Linked DNA regions of Sus scrofa: region 1 is linked to region 2. A link is a contact called in public HiChIP or PLAC-seq data. All regions are on one chromosome and are shown on one strand. Each heading gives the region's core, a stretch centred on a gene start, on an enhancer-like site or on the middle of the called end of the contact. The rest is flanking DNA. Distances are from core to core; before and after follow the strand shown. Region 1 has its middle 130 kb from the start of MAP2K6. Region 2 has its middle 130 kb from the start of KCNJ2.

What was found. HiChIP or PLAC-seq counts read pairs in DNA pulled down with a chosen protein or histone mark.
Region 1: an H3K27ac HiChIP or PLAC-seq map of skeletal muscle shows a contact between it and region 2, with 8 times the contacts expected there. The contact joins two enhancer-like sites. A contact is called at or near these places in 2 of 47 Hi-C or Micro-C datasets (embryonic fibroblasts and fetal heart ventricle) and 1 of 2 datasets of contacts at active chromatin or transcription factors (skeletal muscle).

What each region holds. Positions count from the first base shown.
Region 1 is chr12:10,884,462-10,888,252 of Sscrofa11.1, reverse strand. No RefSeq gene overlaps it. Among named protein-coding and RNA genes, the nearest start is that of MAP2K6, 130 kb to the left of the region's middle. Within about 2 kb of position 2,047, at least 3 of the 83 cell types and tissues checked have an H3K27ac peak or open chromatin away from gene starts, as enhancers often do. A contact at or near this core is called in skeletal muscle, where this site is marked.
Region 2 is chr12:10,227,665-10,231,447 of Sscrofa11.1, reverse strand. No RefSeq gene overlaps it. Among named protein-coding and RNA genes, the nearest start is that of KCNJ2, 130 kb to the left of the region's middle. Within about 2 kb of position 2,032, at least 4 of the 83 cell types and tissues checked have an H3K27ac peak or open chromatin away from gene starts, as enhancers often do. A contact at or near this core is called in skeletal muscle, where this site is marked.

The DNA of each region.
Region 1 (3,791 bases), core at 798-3,297, 660 kb before region 2:
ATATAGATGGCAGCATCATTTTTAATGGCTGCATAATATTCCAATACATATGTACATGTATATTTACATGTACATATGTACATGTAAATTCTTCTGTTAGTAGAATTTTTGATTATTTGCTTTTGATTGTTAAACCCCCCTATTCCTACATATTTATGCATGAAGCTGATTGTCTTAGAATTTTTTTTTTTTTTGTCTTTTTAGGGCCTCACCCTTGGCATATGGAAGTTACCAGGCTAGGGGTCAAATTGGAGCTGTAGCTGGCCTCCACCACAGCCACAGCAACGTCAGATCCAAGCTGCGTCTGTGACCTACACCTCAGCTCATAGCAATGCCAGATCCTTTAGCCCACCAAGTGAGGCCAGGGATCGAACTCACATCCTCATGGATACTAGTTGAATTCTTAACCCACTTAGTCACAATGGGAGCTCCCAGAAAAGCTTTAAAGAGCTGAAGGACCTCAAAAATCTTTCTCCGTGCTAAATGTCAACAAAGATTTCATTTGTTTCAACACAGTTCTCTCCTTCCATTATTGTGAAATTGGTGGTGCCAGGGCCTGCCCATACAATGGTGTCCTAAAGATCCTGAAGGTATATTTCTTGAATGGGTTGGAGTATAAGATACGTGTTTCACCAATATCCACAAAGGAAGATATGTGCACAAACTGTTTAAAGAAAAAGTACAAATCGTAGGAACAGGGATCAAGAATAAGAAGCAAGACTACATTAAATTTTTTTTTTTTTGCAGTTATGGTATTATGCAGAACAGACAAGGGCAGAATTTCCAGTTGGTCTGGTGGGTACCCAACCTTTTAAGGAGACCACATTAAGTCTCAACGAAGCTAGAACTAGAATTTTATAAACAAAATGAATCATTGTGCATCCAGTGGGCATTAGCTCTGGAATCCCTTATCAGATGTGATATAGCCATGCTGGTTTTGAGAAGCTCTGCACTATCCTAGAATTTGCCTTCTGTGGCCTTGCCCTTCAATGCCATAGCATCAGTGCCATCTCCCAGGAGCTTGCTGACAATGCAGAGCAGGGCGTGAATGTGAATCGCAGGATCCCCAGGTGATTTATATTCACAAGGTAGTTGGAGAAGGAAGAGTGGTCGTGGTCTACCCATCACATCCAATTCTGAAGTTTCAATGATCAGACCTCAAATGCTCCTGTAATTCTTTTGACATTTGCCCCATGTTACAGACAAATGATGCCTTAGGAAGTGATAATCAGATTTAAAAAGTAGAATTTCTATATTGGCTGGAAGAATATATATGTTAAAGTATATTTAATGATGTTTGGATAAATGCAGGTTCCTTTTTTTTTCATTACAGGATTATTGAGAAGAAGTATTTTAAAGGGAAAAAATAACCCTTAGGCTCGAATAACTTTACACCAGTTATTAACAAACGTGTGTGTGCCATGGTTTTTTTTTTTTTTTTTCCCTTTTTCACCCACACCTGCTGCATATGGAAGTTCCCAGGCCAGGGATCAGATCCAAGCTGCAGCTGTGACCTACGCCATAGCTGTGGCAATACCAGATTTTAAACCCACTGAGCCGGGCTGGGGATTGAACCCTCACCCTCACAGAGACAATGCCAGATCTCTAACCCACTATGTCACAGCAGGAACTCCAACAAATAAATGCATTTTATGGATTCCAAATGGAGAGCTGCTTTAGGGATACACAGCACTGCACAGGCTTCACAGTGAAGGAGGTGGTTGGTGATCATGAAGTTTAGAGCCCGAACCTAAATAATTCTGCTTCCAAACTCCCAGTCTCTGACCAGACTCCTGGGCTTATTTGGGCCTGAATGCACCTCACCTTGGGTTTCCTTGCACTAACAGTGTAGTCAGGAACTTCCTTGGCAAGGGGTAGCTCTCCGTGTCCCAAGGGAGGCAGACTCCGCATTAATGCTACTTGCCTGAGTAGTTAGCTGAGCTCAGGGCGGTTCACTTTCCTACATTCTAAAGCAAGCCTGTGGACTGGGAGGCAAAGGGCTGTCCTTAGGCAAGAACTTGCTAAACCACTTGACCTTTTCAACAGCTGCAGAACTGTTTATCGAGAACATGCCATCTCTCTTGCCTCCTCCAATTTGGCAGTCAGGAGAGTCAAGCCAGTGACATTGCGTGCTTTAGAAAACTTTTGAACAATTCACAACTTTCACCATCAAGTGGATAAATTGGTCTCGCTAGTTAGATAGTGATCTTTGGAGAGGTTATCTTCTCCTTGACTCCTTTGTTGGAATCCACAAAAATACTGCATCGCCAAAGCTGCTGATTCCCTAAACTATTAAGAGGAGACTAGGTCAGTTTCAAGACTTAGGGCAAGTGGCAATGTCTGCTTGCCAAGAGCAAAGAACATGAATCCTGTGCATGCAAGTGAGCAATTTCTGGAAAATTAAGGAGCCGGTGAGTCTTACTGCAGCTTATCTGAAAATGATTATGTGCAAAAAATAATCTATGATTCATGACACACTTTTGCAGGATAAGCTGAGTTGAACTATGACTTGATAATGCTAATAAAAATGGGCGAAGAATTATTTTAAAATAGTGAAAGAAGTTGTGAAGCAACTAAGCAAGAGATGGAGCTTGAGTCGGTATGGAAACAAGGAGGATGGCTCCAGGCTAGAGCCATATCGGCTGTTTAAAATCCTGGCTCCATCACTTCCTAGCTGTGTGACCTTGGACACATGTCTTCAACCCTCTGTCCTTCAGTTTACTCCTTCTTAAAATGGAAATAGTAAGAGAACCTACTTTAGAGAGTGCTTGTGAGAATTAAATGAAATACAGCCTCTTGGGCACTTAGTTCAGGGTCTGCCACACTATTATCACTCAATAAGTTGCTCTTATGTCATCCTCCAAACACATCCTTTTTCTACAAATACAACTGAACAAAAATGCATATAAAGTAAAGATAAGTAGGAAGGTATTTTAGACCATCTAGCCCAGTGCATCATAATAATACCTGGCCTGTGTTGGCTGAACATGAAGGAATACACACTGAAGCCAGATCTCAACATCACAAACAGATGTTCCTATTTTTCAGTTTGCATGTCAGATTAAAACCTTTGTTCACCTCCTCATCTCAGAGAGAAAACCAACATTTTTATTTCCGCAAACTCTGCTTTATGAGATTAAAACAGTGACATAACCACTTCTGAAATGGCAAATCCAATGTATACTGAAAGAAATTTTCAAGGTATTCAGTAAGATTGAAAAAATATACGCAGAATAAAGGGAGCCTCCATATACTTGCTGATTTTTCTTTTTAACAACGATTAGGCTCCATGTAACAAAATATTATTGATGGCTGGAATATGCTCTAAATACTGAAGATGTAAAAATAACTTGAAACAAAAATTTCTTTGCTATTTATCAAATACTTGAGAAAGCATTCCATTTGAATTGAGACCTTAAAAAACATATATACTTTTTCAAAAAAAAGTTGAAGTACAATTGATTTACTATATATTAGTTTTAGGTGTATAGCAAAGTGATTCAGATATATATATTTTCTTTTTCAGATTCTTTTTCATTATAGGTTATAAGATACTGAATACAGCTCCCTCTGCTATACAGTAGGTCCTTGTTGTTAATCTGTTTTATATATAGTAGTGTGTATATGTTAATCCCAAACTCCTAATTTATCCCTTACTTCCTCTTCCCCCTTGGATTACCTTAAGTTTGTTTTGTAGGTCTGTGAGTCTATTTCTGTTTTGTAAATAATTTCATTTTTGTTATCATTTTTTTTTAGATTCTACATATAAGCTATATCATCTGATATTTGCC
Region 2 (3,783 bases), core at 783-3,282:
TTAATTTCAAGCCTTTACACAAGTACTGTTTTTCTAGAATTTTATTTCTCCCCATTTCTCACCAGGAAAAGCTTCTCATTGTCTGTTGAAACCCCACTGAAATTTTCCTGCAGGAAAACCTTCCTTTATCCCTTGTCACGTGCGTAAAACACAAAGCACATCAGAGTTATTTTGTATTCCTGAAAACTAGTGCCATATTTGACACTATAAATACAAAATATGTGCATATATTGACTAATAGCTACCATTGTCAAGGTCACATCTCCAGGCTTTTGCGAGAGAATATAGTCCTGAGCAATTGTTCTCTTCCGCCAGTATGATTAATATTTGATTTTATTGAGCTTTTTTGCTCAATGTTCATAATGATACTTTAGATAATGGGGCCTGATTGACAACTTTGAGTTTAGAGAAAGTGCTCTTCTGGTGAAGATGTAGTAGAAACACCGTTCTGAAATACTCTCCTGTGGCACAAGTGAATCCTAGATCTATTTGAGGACACGAGAGAGTGGAATTATTTATCTCAAAGCTGATAACTCTCATGTTCAGCTGACCCTTATCTATAACCCTAAGCGTTATTAACATTCTGGATCCCACCTTCTGCATAAAGTAGAACTGGCCCGAGTCATTACAAATCAGTGTTTATTTTTCTGTGACCAGTGGAAGGCCATGGTTTACCAGGACATTATCTACCTGTGGCATCAGTTTAAATTTTTAAAAACGTCTTTGACCTAGTGCTCCATCATGTTGCATCTTCCCAATGCAAAGCAGATCCACCGTTGGACGTATTAATGACATTTTAAATTCCCTTATTAAGTTAGTAAGCTTGGGGAGGTAGAATGGGGAAAGGGTCACCCTATCTAAAAAAAAAAAGGCAAAAAACTATTTGCATATTAGTGTCTGTGGAACATTCTGTTCCAAGGCAAATCCTCAATATAATAAAATCATTTAGGAAAAAAACAACTACCGCTAGCTTGCACTTGGCAAGGGACCATGGATCCCAATATTGTATTCTCCCGGAAACCAGAAAAAGCAAAATGATCTCAGAAAGGCCTGTTGTTTTGGCAAGCAGTGAGATGCAATCACATTTCTACATACTGAGTAGCAGTTGGTATTTTATAAATGGTTAATGCTGGTATGATTCCAAGAGGCATTAGAAATATTAGTGGGTAGCACATTACAGCTCAGCAATTCTGCATGTAACCAAGAGTTGGGTAGCATCCATAGAGAGTATTTATTACGTAGCCAGGCACTTGAGAATATGTTTCTGGAAGCAAAATGAGATGATGATGAGGGAGATTATGTAATGAACGATGCCAAAATAGGCATAAAGGAAAACAATTCGCCGGGAGAAACAAATGCATTTGGGCATGGAAGACTTTTCTAAGGGTCTATATACTCATGGGAAGTAGCCCTTTAAGAGGTCAAGAAAAACCAGATGCTATTAGCAAGAGTACAAGAGTCCAGTTGATACTTGATACTTCTCTCCAAATTCCTCACTCTGGAATTTGGTTATACACACACACACAGACACAGACACCTGTGTGTATAGGTGTATACATGTGTATGTGCCTGTATGCGCCAGTACATAATTTTAATCTTTTTCATGAAGACTCATTTTTGCCTCCTGTTGATTATTCTTTCTACAGTCCCCCGAATACAGAGATGCACCGAGCTACGCGCCTTGCCCTATTACTCCTTTGGCTGGCTTGGCAGCTCAGCTGTTCTCATGGCTTCGCTGTCAAGGGTGCCAAAACCTCAATGTTTTTTTCCTTGGGGACCTAAGTGCTCCTCACTGCTCTGGTTGTCCATGTTCCACTGCTTGTTTGCCATCTCCGTAATCGTTTCCCACCGTCTTTCCTCCTTACAGAGACTTCTACTCTGGATTTCCCCATTTAGCCTCTTTCTCCCTGGCACTCGGGGTCAAAATCCTCAAGTCATCTTTGCTTTTTCCTTTCTGTCTTACATGTCTGCTCAGACCCGGGACTCTTCGGAGAGCCCTGGTACTCTCCCTTACACCTGTCCAATTGCTTTCATTGCCGTGACTCCAGTGTATCCCTTCAGTCCTCAACTGGTGTAGCAGTCTGATTATTGGTCCGTCTGACTTGACTTTTTCTCCCTCTTACTTTAGGAATCACTACCCAACACTAGGCAATCACATGGAGCAACACACTCAGAAAAAAACAAAAAACACAAACAACAACAGCAGAAAGCTTTGGTGTTTTCACTTTGCTTTCAGGATAAATCTAAATAGCTTTGCTTGACATTTATCAAAGGTACTCACTGAACTCTCTCCTTATTTGATATTCTTGGGGAGGGGCTTCAACATTCTTCTGTACCTTTGCTCACAGTATTCTTTTCCGGAATATTCTTCCCCACACATCTTTATCAACTAGTTTCCATAAAATGCAATTCCAGTCTGATCATGCTGGGAGACCAAAAAATTAATTGGGTATAAATTGAAAAATATTTTTGAGAGTTGAACTGTCATTATTAATCAGCCCCTTCACGTAGGAAACTTTTTGCATTCAATGGAAGCAAACTGTGAGAGAAGCCAGGCAGGGCAGTTGTTGTCTGCATATTGATGTGGGAGATGAGTAATGAGGATGGCATTTCCTGGATAGTGGGTGGCAGATGACCAATTGTGGGTGGCTTTGAGACCAAAGCCTAGATCCTTGGACTCCCAGTCAACATCTTTTCCTCTATAATGCAAGTGGAGGCATCATGGCACACTCATCATGCACAGATGCATAGCCATTATGTGGTCTGGAATCCAAATCTGGCCCTGCCACTTATTAGGAATGTAAAGTTGGACACATCACTTAATAAGCTCTTCCATTTCCCAGTCTGTAAAATGCGCCCAACAGGTTTGTCGTGAGGTTAAAACAAGGTAATGCAGGTAAAGCATTTAGCACAACACCTGCCATGAAGAAAGCTCTCAGCAATGCAAGCAGCTGTTCTGCAACATGATGACTGGATAAAATTGACTTCTCCGAAGATTAGAAGAATGACGTCCCCAACACCAGTGGCCTAAAGGTGGAGTTCTTTTCAACGTAATGATTACGTCCATATCTTAACTAAGAGCAAAGGTGTTTTTTCCTCCTACCCTAAATGAAATGGATTAATTATACCTCCTGCAATCAACAATTACACAAGTCCGTCAGTTCATTTTCTATTGGGCATGCATTCCTTGGGCAAACATCATTTCAACAGTATTTTCTTGGTAGTTAACAGTGGTTTATTCCTATAATGAAGATGCTGTCTTTGCCCTGTGTGTCTTTTACCAGGCCAGGCAAACGAGAACCACAGTTCACACACACTTTCAAAAAACCCTGCTTCATACCGCAGATTACTGCTTAGCCTGCAAAGCCCACAATTTAATTATTAGACGAACCACACTAATCATCTCCTTAACCAGCTGCCCCCTTGCCAAATTGTACCAACAGAGAGGAGGACCGTTCAGCTTTGGGAGAAATTCTGAGTAATTCCAAGCAATTAGCAGCAAGCAGTATAGCAGTGGCTAAAGACTTCTTTTGGATGCACTCTGAGCTGAAATCGCAGCTGTCATCTGGCTACAGTGGGATTTTGAGCAAGTGACTCTGCCTTTCTGTACTGGCTTCTGTTCCATTTCTTATCTTGTACAATTACTGAGATGTAGAAGTGAGGTGTGTATGAATCACTCAGCACAGTTTCTGTAGTATAACCTTGCAAAACCTAAATGTGGTTTTAGTAACATTAGAACAGTGTTACATGATCATTTGTAACATTTCAAGATTGTAACATTGC